Regions from separate parts of the Mus musculus genome. Here regions 2 and 3 are each linked to region 1. The links are chromatin contacts, called in public HiChIP or PLAC-seq maps. All regions are on one chromosome and are shown on one strand. The core of a region is the stretch at or near the end of the contact, and the rest is flanking DNA. Distances in the headings are between cores, read along the strand shown.

The links. HiChIP or PLAC-seq counts read pairs in DNA pulled down with a chosen protein or histone mark.
Region 2: an H3K27ac HiChIP or PLAC-seq map of thymic regulatory T cells shows a contact between it and region 1, with 7 times the contacts expected there. The contact joins the enhancer-like site here to the promoter of Ibtk in region 1. A contact is called at or near these places in 1 of 39 promoter capture datasets (cranial neural crest), 12 of 115 datasets of contacts at active chromatin or transcription factors (the NIH/3T3 cell line, the SCID.adh cell line, T-cell acute lymphoblastic leukemia and 9 more) and 1 of 9 other capture datasets (liver).
Region 3: a contact with region 1 is called in an H3K4me3 HiChIP or PLAC-seq map of the SCID.adh cell line, with 9 read pairs. The contact joins the enhancer-like site here to the promoter of Ibtk in region 1. A contact is called at or near these places in 3 of 39 promoter capture datasets (cranial neural crest and embryonic stem cells), 10 of 115 datasets of contacts at active chromatin or transcription factors (the SCID.adh cell line, T-cell acute lymphoblastic leukemia, cardiomyocytes and 6 more) and 1 of 9 other capture datasets (adipose tissue).

Annotation. Positions count from the first base shown.
Region 1 is chr9:85,748,004-85,751,257 of GRCm38.p6, reverse strand. Ibtk (inhibitor of Bruton agammaglobulinemia tyrosine kinase) reads left to right here and starts at 1,924. Exons shown (of 29, transcript NM_001081282.2): 1 at 1,924-2,127.
Region 2 is chr9:86,375,855-86,379,114 of GRCm38.p6, reverse strand. The region is part of intron 8 of Ube2cbp (ubiquitin-conjugating enzyme E2C binding protein); the gene reads left to right. Among named protein-coding and RNA genes, the nearest start is that of Ube2cbp, 87 kb to the left of the region's middle. Within about 2 kb of position 1,919, at least 14 of the 459 cell types and tissues checked have an H3K27ac peak or open chromatin away from gene starts, as enhancers often do. A contact at or near this core is called in the SCID.adh cell line, T-cell acute lymphoblastic leukemia, regulatory T cell precursor and 1 more, where this site is marked.
Region 3 is chr9:86,392,050-86,395,437 of GRCm38.p6, reverse strand. All of the region lies in intron 8 of Ube2cbp (ubiquitin-conjugating enzyme E2C binding protein), which reads left to right. Among named protein-coding and RNA genes, the nearest start is that of Ube2cbp, 71 kb to the left of the region's middle. Within about 2 kb of position 1,382, at least 29 of the 459 cell types and tissues checked have an H3K27ac peak or open chromatin away from gene starts, as enhancers often do. A contact at or near this core is called in the SCID.adh cell line, T-cell acute lymphoblastic leukemia and thymic regulatory T cells, where this site is marked.

The DNA.
Region 1 (3,254 bases), core at 675-3,174:
GAAAAGGATGAGGAGGTGAAGCCGGGTCCTTCTGTCTCAGCAGCGATCACGCAGACCATTTACCCTCTGGTGTTATGTGCTTCATTCTCACCTTGGGGTAAAAGCTGCACAGTTTGCTTTCATTCTACAGTAAAAGATTAAATCTTTATTAGCTCGGAATGTTTTAACTTATGTGGCCACCTAACACTACTGCATTTATGATATCAGTTGGTGCCACCAACTAGATTCCTTTTAAGCCCAACAGTGTATAAAAATATAAAACTCAGGCTGTTCGTGTCATAGATAATAAATAACGTTATGTCAGAGTCTCAGTTTGGTCAGCACCGCGGCAACTGTGGCTGATAAGTTTTACTTTGTAAGCAGCTTTCTAATATTCTCTTTCTGATCCTTGTTGAAGCAGGACCAGTTTCGTCCCCCATCTCCAACGGCAAAGACATTCATTCCTTGGCATGATGCTGGTCTTTCTTTTTCTGCTTCACCTAGTTATTTTCTACTTCTTCCCTAGTTTGTCATTTTTTTTGGGGGGGGGGGTCAGATGAAACCTCTTATTTTCTTTCACAGATTCGTTAAAGTTGCAATTAATTTTTGTGTATATGATTATGGCCGTATGGACATTTTGTACCCCCAATGCTTACAAGCGTTTGAGACATGGCAACTTCTAGGTGGTGTTACTGTGTGCTTGGCACTCTGCTAAGTGCTGCGGGCGTCTATCAACACATTTTCACTACAGCAACATGTATTCCATTCCCACTTTGCAGATGAGGAAATTAAGGCTTCAGAAAACCTAAATGACTTACCCAATACAAAGAAGAGACAGATAAAAGATGTGAACTCAGGGCAACACATTTATTTACATCACTAGCTTCCAGATCACTGAGCGTCTTTGTTCATGAGTGTGTACACAGCTTCCTTCCAAGTCACTGTTTATACATTACAGAATGGGTCAGAGTAGGAAGTAAGAAAGCAAATTAAGTCCTTGCACTGGGAGGAGAGCTGGGGAGCTAGGTCTGTTTCCATCTCTCCTTCAGTTTGATCTAGCAACTTACTTTCCTACAAAGTCTACAAAACAGGCAATTGGGCTGAAGCAGTCTAAGAGGGTATTGAGTTTAACTCCGTTTAATAGATGATGGTGTCAGTGGCTCATACAGCAACACAAACAGGGCCGAGGTTCAAACAACTCTGGGCTCCAAGTGCTGTTTTTCTCTGAGTCATGCTACTCCTCCCTGAACACATGTTTACTAAGGCGCCTCTGTATCAGACTTCAGCAGGAGTATGTTTTCCGTTCTGGACTGATTATTGGCACACAATTTGCAACCTTTAAAATGGCTTGTAGATTTAAGAGTTCAGGGAGGAAAACCTATTGTAAGCCTGGCGTCAGGCAGACAGATGTGACCCAAGTCAGCAGCTGGTCGCACAGTGGCGATCTGAAAAATCTATGGCGCCTTCTGACAAAAAGAGAGTGACACTCAGACAATCCGGGCACAACAGGCGGGGCACAGAGCAGCAGGGCCCAGTCTTGGGGAGAGGACACCTCTGGTTTTCCAGTTATCCCACTACGAGTGATCCGGGAAGCAACTTTTCTAAGATGCCCACGTTTCTACGGAGTGGTGCTTGGGCATCCAGCCAGTTCCTTGTTTCCTCCATCCCAGCCTTAACCTCCTTTCCGAGTGTCGACCTGCGGGGAGACAGATCTCCTAGGGTGACATCTGGCACCAAGAGGGGCAGTACTGGTTCTGAGTGTAGGGCGGCAGCCAGTGTCGACCGCACCAAGGCCGGCAGGGGTCATGCTCCTTTGGGATACTAGGGAAAGGCCACAGCTGAGGTACTGCCACGCTAGGCCTTGTGGGCAGGCCCCGACCAATCACTGTGGGGCATACACGAACTCCGGCCAATCAGCGCCCGTCTTATTCCCGAGTCCCGCCCGCTCTAGCTCAGGTTTCCCCGAACCCGGTCCCGGCGCCGACAGTCGCGGCTGTCGCTTTCCGTGCAGCCGTCCCCGGAGCTGACTCGGGCGTCCCGGCTCCTGGCTCCCTTCGTTGTCCCCGGTAGCTTTCACTAAGGATGAGTCCCTGCGCGGCCGCGCGCCTGCCCCGCGGAGACCGCCGGCGCACCTTCATCTAGCGACTGGTGAGGGCGACGGCGAAGGCGTCCTGCCAGCCCGGCAGGGGAGCGGGGCCCGGGGAGGGAACTCGCGGAGGGGGCGGCTGCCGAGCTTCGCGCCGCGTGGCACGGGCGGGTGGCCTGGCAGCGCAGCCCCGCCGCCCCTGCCAGCTAATGAATGGCCTTGTCCCGCCAAGTGCTACGTCGCCAAGCTGCCCGACACGCCCTCCAGCGACGATGCTTTTCTGGTTCCGAGGGTTGACTGGTGTCACCTCCCTTGGATCCCTTCCTAGAGGCTCCCATGTCCCCTAAACCCTTGGTGGAGTTTACAAAGTTTGAGTTCCCGCGGGCCTTGCTGAGTTTGCAGAAGCAGGTCTTGCTCTGAGCATTCGCTGCTGGGTGGAAGTGGACTGGGGTCTGTTCTGCAGAGACAGGATAGAGGGGCCTTTTGTTCGTAGCTATCAGGTTGCAAAGGCATTTTGGATCCGAGGGGAAATGGCCAACCCTGATTTAAGCCGTCTTTAACTCTGTTATCTAACACAGTCATAAAACATGAGTCGTGTTAGTCAGAGGGGATATTTTTCAAGGAGGAGAAGTTGAGTAGCACCTGTTTCCTTTATCTCGAAGTAGGTAACATTTGAAGTAGTTCCCCCCCCCCCCCCATAGTTAGTGTGGTTACCTCCATATGCAAATTACCAAACGTTTTGTGTGTGTGTGTGTGTGTGTGTGTGTGTGTGTGTGTTTTTCGTCATCAGTTCCTCACTTCTCAGTGGAGTTACTTTCATTTGTTTTTATTGATTTGGAGACCTGCTTCACCGTACCTGAGGACAGAACTATTTTCTAAAACGTGTTTTCTAAAAAAGTTTTTGCAAAACTTGAGTCACATCGCAGCTTTACAGTTTTTCAATTGGATATGTTAATCTTCGGTTTTTTTTTTTCTTTTTAGTAAATCTTGTTTGAAGGGCTTTCTGTGTGCCAATTTTTTTTTTCTGTGTGCCAATTTTTGTGTGATGATTTCATTACATTTTAAACGTTCAAGATGCTTGTGGATTATAAAATTCTAGACTGAATGAGTATGCCCAAACTTCTTTCTTTCTTTCTTCCTTTTTTTTTAAAAAATATTTATTTATTTATTTATTTATTTTACGCATATG
Region 2 (3,260 bases), core at 670-3,169, 630 kb before region 1:
TTGGACATTTTTTTAAAGACAATGTTTCATGTAGCCCAGGCTGGATCATTGAGAATGAATGACCTTGATATTCTTATCGTCTTACCTCTGCCCCCAGAGTGCTGAGAGCACAGGTGTAATGCTGACTTTCTGCTGTTCTGGGGTCACATCAGGCGTTCAAGTGTACGAGGCAGCACTCTGCTAGCCCAGGCTGTCTTCAGGCCTTCAATGGACTTTTTGGTCCTTGGGAGGTTTTCCTTGACAAGGTCACAGGTCTTACTAGCGATTTGAAAAGTAGAACTTTCAAGAACCATATACCCCAATTCTGGCTTTCTAGAGTTCTTTAATTTAGATAATTAGTATGATTTTTTAATAGATGTATTTATTTTATGTCTATGAGTACAGTATAGCTGTACAGATGGCTGTGAGCCACCATGTGGTTGCTGGGATTTGAACTTAGGACCTTCGGAAGAACAGTCAGTGCTCTTAACCACTGAGCCATCTCTCCAGTCCCCAGTATAATTTTTTTTTTTAAACCAAGGTTTTTCTGTAATTTTTTTCCAGAAAAAAATGTCATGTGGATTCTGTTCATTACTTAATAAATCATATTTAAAATGTATTAGGAACATGCATTTACATGGTATGTTTTTATGAGTTAGTTCTCTGTCTCCCTGTCTGTCTGTCTCTCTCTGTTTTCCTGTTTGTCTCTGTCTCTCTGCCTTTCCCTCTCCCCTTTCTCTGCTTCTTCAGAACCTCATGTAGCCCTGGCAGGCCTTGTACTCTCTAGATAGCCAAGGATGTTCTTAAGCTTCTCTTCCCCCTGCCTCTACCTCCCAACTGCTAGAGTTACAGGCTGCAGCACCTTCTAATACTGGGGATGGGATCTGTCCTGTGGCCATGCACAGACAAGTATGCTTTTGAACTCAGTGGGTAGCAGTGTTAACATGACTTACCAGAAACCCTGAAGCAGTCCATTTAGTTCTTTTTTTTTTTTTTTTCTCTTCTGTGTCCTTGAGAGTAGTTGCTTCAGTTTGTTTGCTTGTGCAACTTCCATATCAAACAGGTTTATAGTCATGATTCTATGACTCCCTTGTGGTCCCTTACCTAGTTGTGGTCCCTTGCCTGCTTTCTTATTTTGAGAGACTAAATCTGTGGTTTTATTATTATAGTTTTTCAGTTGCATTTCTGACATCTGTAGGCTTGAGAAGTATTATATTTAGGTATCTTTTGTATGCTGTTGTCTTCAGTTCTAGCATTTAAAAGTCCGTATTGTCTACTAACATGTGAGAGATCCAAGATCTAAGTTCATGTCTTTCATCTTGGTTTTCTCATATTGCTAGCACTTTTTCTTCTCAGGCAATATGTTGAACGGTTTGGAGATACGTTAATTTTCAGTGTTCAGTTTCTATGCCACCCCTGCCATTCCAATTTGCATTGCACTGAATGACTTCTATGCTCTCACCCTCTGTTTTTTCTGGGTTGTTTTCCTGATATCGATTGGCTTGTTCATTCTCAATATCACCATTTTCGTTAGAAGTGGAAGCCTGACATTTCCTCCCTTTCCTGTTGTCTTGAAATAGACAGGCCATATAGTGAGCTCTCCTGGGAGTTTTCCTGATGCAAAGGTTTAGCAAAGTGGACAGAGTGGCCTCTGATTGCATTTCAGACTCTCAGACTCTGGTCACCAACTGACAGTTCTGGCCTCTTAGGAAAAGCTTTTCCTTCCCTGCTTAAAAGTCAAGGAAATGGCTTTCGACTGATGTTTGGTTCCTTGTTCCCTTTGAAGTATCTTTCCTGTTGATTCCTAGTGGGGGATGACTGATTCCCATCTAATAGTTATGATGCTTTGCAGGAAATACCAGAAGTAAAGCCTGAGTCTGCCCCATGTCTCACAACAGGCTTTGATCATCGTTGTTATCAGATGTGCACTGATGTGTGAGTCATGGGTGGGTAGGTACAAGTGACATCTCAGCTGTGTCAACATGTGTCTTCAAACCCATGTCATAACTGCTGTGTTTTAATGTAAACTGAGTTCTAACTATGTCCCGACACTTCCCCCTCCTCTCTGCATCTGTCCTGTCTCCTCTCCTTTCTTCTCTCCTACACTCCCACACTGCTCCCTTAATTGAAGAAAGAATGTAAAAATATTATGTAAAGATTTAGAGGAAAGATACCCAGAACTCTTTTTCTCCTAAGCTACCACTTTTATTTTTCAAGTAATACTGTCTTCATCTATGAATTAATGTAATTGAAATAAGAGGCAGTTTGTAAATTTTAACATTGACAGTTGGGGCTGGTTGACTGTGAGAAGCCTGGGCCATCTTAAATCTGGCTGCTTCGACTAAGTGCACAAAACATTTATTCAGATCGCTTAAAGTGAGGGTGGGGGCTTGGGATACCTGAAAGTTATTGATTGTTGACCTTTGGGGTTACAATCTTTTAGGATGGAAGCAACTAAATAATATCTAGGATAGTTTTTATGGTAGAGCACAGAGTGTGGGGTCTGGCTGAGAAGGGTCATACTCGTGTTTCTTTCCCGTCACAGCCCGGCTCCAGGGTCAGGACAAAGAAGCCTGTGCTGAATCACAGAATGTCGTAAGAGCTGGGTTGAAACCATGTAGATTTTCGTAATCACATAGAAATATGGATAGCTACTTTCCTTTGTAACTTTTGACACCATCAGTGTAAAAAAATGTCCTTCCATATAAATCATGATGCTGTAACATATTATATGAATTAAGTATTATTTTTTGGTTTTTTGTTTGTTGGTTGGTTGGTTGGTTTGTTTAAGTCACCAGACTGTATATGTTTAGCAAGGATGACGTGCTTGTGCGTGACAAGCCAGTGCTAAAGTATGCCATTTTTGCTTGAATGCTCTTTTTGATGGTTCACACCATAGACAGCGATTTAAACAGTTGAAACCTGGGGCTGGAGAGATGGCTCAGCGGTTAAGAGCACTGACTGCTCCTTCAGAGGTTCTGAGTTCAATTCCCAACAACCACATGGTGGCTCACAACCATCTGTCATGGAATGCGATGCATTCTTCTGGTGTGTCCGAAGAGAGTGACAGTGTACTCACTTAAAATAAATAAATAAATAAATAAATAAATAAATAAATAAATAAATAAATCTTTTTTTAAAAAGCTGAAACCTTTACTCAACATTGAAACATGCTTTTCTCTGCACCAGAATCGATAGCAACATCATAAAAGGAACTTTTTTCTGGACAAGATAAAAAAAGTGTGTGAAGGGAAAAAAAAAAAAAAAAGACAAAGCTATTT
Region 3 (3,388 bases), core at 133-2,632, 640 kb before region 1:
AGGTTAGTGTGGTGAAAATCAGGGCAGGGTGTTAATGTCAGTTTCTAAAGGGCTTGGGTTTTGAAGACTAGGCTGTTCTGTGTAAACAGAACTTCCTCACAGATGCAAAGACCAGATAGCCACATATTGGACATTCTACCAAGATAGAATGCCAGTTTCTACTCTGAGTCTGCTATCTTTGAGTTCTTGTACATTTCCAGGGCTAGCTTAGATAGTAGCAGTTAGTGGCACAAAGGTCAAAGGAACATTGCTCCTGGTGTGATGGAGCAATAATCACAGACATTGACCCCAAAATGGCTTGGTTACTTACTAACTACTAAGTATCTACAATGTTATCCCTAGCCGTCAGATGTTTGAATATAAAATTTGTTTGTGACCATCCTCTCACCTTTGAATATATAGTGTCAGTTTAGATCCTCCCACATCAGTAAGAGACATGATAAAGTGTGAACACCTATGTTCACTTTATTCTCCCTGATTTAATTTCCAGTCTTGGGGAGAGCTTTCCTGTGTAGAATTTAATTCTCTAGGGTAGAGTCAAAATGTGTTGGAATGACCTCCTAGGTAAAGGAAAGGGGAGATGAACCACCTGGTACAAAATACATTTTTGTATCCTGGGCTCTGAGGATAGAGTGTGATTAGGTTATTGATGTATCAGAACCTTAATGCTATTTAAACACCCCAGTGGGTGCGTTCTGTGTACTTTGTGTATTTAAAATTGAGATTTCTGTTTGAACAGTGTCTTTCTCTGGGTGTTGTTCATGGTGACTTATCATAATAGACTGCTTTAAATCATTTGAAATCGCAAGACATATGAATTTTAACAATAACTTCCCCAAGGCTAGAGAAGTCAGCAGGAGCACAAACTGCTAGGTAGACATTTTTTTTTTCAAATTCATATATGCAAGTGTAAAACTTTTACCAGGCTGTTTTAATAAGGCCCTTTGGGACTTAGGGTTATTTATCTGAGCTCTTATTAAAAATGAAAACTTTTCTATGTTTAGCCCCATAAAGCAAAACTGATCCTAACAGTATTGTGAGCCGGAAGAAAGCAGTTGTCTACAGACTGACTGTAAGAGAAAGTTAGGCAACTCTGGGCTAGTGTCTTCAGCTCCAAAATTATGATAATAGGGTGGTGACAGCAGGGCTTCATTTCAAAGTCTGCTTTAATTAACAAAATCGAGCTCTATTGTATTTGTAATTAGGGTTTGACATGAGTTATTTAATGACTTCCAACCCTGGATCCCTCTGTCCGAGTCCACTTGCCCTAGGACTGTGTTTCTAGTTCAAGGTCTGTGAGCCCCTCTCATTTATGGTCTCCACACCGAGACAGTACAGGCAAGTGGCTGTTTCTGAGATTCATATCAGAATCTCTCTTTGTGATGCAGCTGGAGAGCTGGGGCGACTGCAGGAAGCAGTTTGTGCTCTTAAAACATGTTCAGTTTGATGAGTCTGGGTCTTGCAGGAAATCTATTTTTAGACAGACTGGAGAGTTAAAGTTATAAATTATCTGTAGTTCAGCAGAGCTGTATAGAGGGGAGACCTTTGAGAGGAGAAGGCACCTAAGAAAGTCAGGACCAAGATCTATTACAGGCTCAAAGAGCTTTATCTAGGTCAGTTTAGCTTGGTTCTGTCCAGTGAGTTGGCAGGGGTGAGAAGGCAGATGGATAAATAGAAAGAATGGATAAAACAGGCTGTGTGTATGGCTTAGCGGAGTGTACATACTTAGAAGGGATGAGAGCCTAATGTGTGCACACAAACAAACGCAAACCATGGGAAGGTTGGGTCGAGAGGTGGACATTCAGGAGAAGTTAAATAATCATTACTGGTTATTTACACGTTGGGAAAGGTTTCTATGTTGCTGAGTAAAAATTGATGACTTGATGACAAGTTTGGAAAACTGTATATAGTGATTCAAAATGAAAGCTCTATGCCACAGAGCATTAGAGCTGGCTCTTAAAGACTTAGTTTTGCTATTACTGTGGTGAAACGCCATGATCAAATCAGCTCGGGGAGGACAGGGTTGATTTGGCTTATTCTTCCATACCCTTGTTGATCATTGAGGAAGTCAGGACAGGAACTCAAAAAGGGCAGGATCCTGGAGACGGGAGCTGATGCAGAGGCTACAGAGGGGTCCTGCTTACTGGCTTTTTCTCTATGGTTTGCTTAGCCTTTCTTATAGAACACAGGACTATTAGCCGAGACATGGCACCACCCACAACGGGCTGTGTCCTCTCTTATCACTCACTAATTGAGAAAATGCCCTACAGGCTTGCCAATGATCTGATCTTATGGAGGCATTTTCTCAGTTGAGGCTCTTTCCTCTTAGCTGACTTTAGCTTGTATCAAGTTGACATAAAACTCTCCAGCATGACTGACACTTAACAACTTGACACACAAACATGTAACCATTAAGCCACAACCTTCCTTTCTCATTCATCCTCAAAGTTTCACATTAAAAAAATAAATGAAAGTGCCAAGGACTTTACAAGTTTAAACACATTAAAAGTTGTCTCTTTAAACGTATCAAGTTTCTTTTGAAATCCAAAATCTCTGCTAAACTCCAGTCTCTCTCTCTCTCTCTCTCTCTCTCTCTCTCTCTCTCTCTCTCTCTCCTCTCTCTCTCTCTCTCACACACACACACACACACACACACACTTAAATTTATTTAACTGTGGATGCCTGTAACATCAAAAAATAAATTACTTTCTTACTTGAAGAGTCAAGAACCAGGGTACAGTTACAATCAAAGCAAAGCAAAACAACTAAACTCTCAATAGTGTGAAAACCACAATGTCCAATGTCTGGGATCCACTCATGATCTTCTGGGTCCTCCAGAGGGCTTGGGTCACTTCTATGGTTCTGCTGTCTATAGCACACACACACACACACAGCTTGCCTTCTGAGTTCTGGCTGGCACCACTCCACAGCTGCTGCTGTTCTTCGTAGTTGTCTTGCAGTACTGGCATTTCCAAAGTGCTGGGGTCATTGGCTGCACTTTTCATCAATAGCCTCTCCTAGGCCCTCTTCATGGTGCCAGGCTTCAATTTCTCTGCCTGCATGACCCCTTCAATCCTGGGCCTTCTACTAACAGATACTGAGGCTGCACCTTCCCCAATGGCCTCTCCTGGCCTCTCACAGTGCCAAGCCTCAGCTCCTCTCCATGACCCCTTCTTGACTTCGAAAGCAGTATCACCTGGGTGACTTTTACACTACCAGGTTAGGCTGCCAGCATGAGGTACAGTCTTGGTTGCCTCTGGAACATAGCGTCTGTGTCCCGGTGACTCTCAGAAATTACTTCCCAGAAGATTTCACCTCAATGATGCTGGCCTTTTCTTAATCACTGTTAACTTTTTAGCTCCAGCTGACCAACATCAGTTGTTCCAGT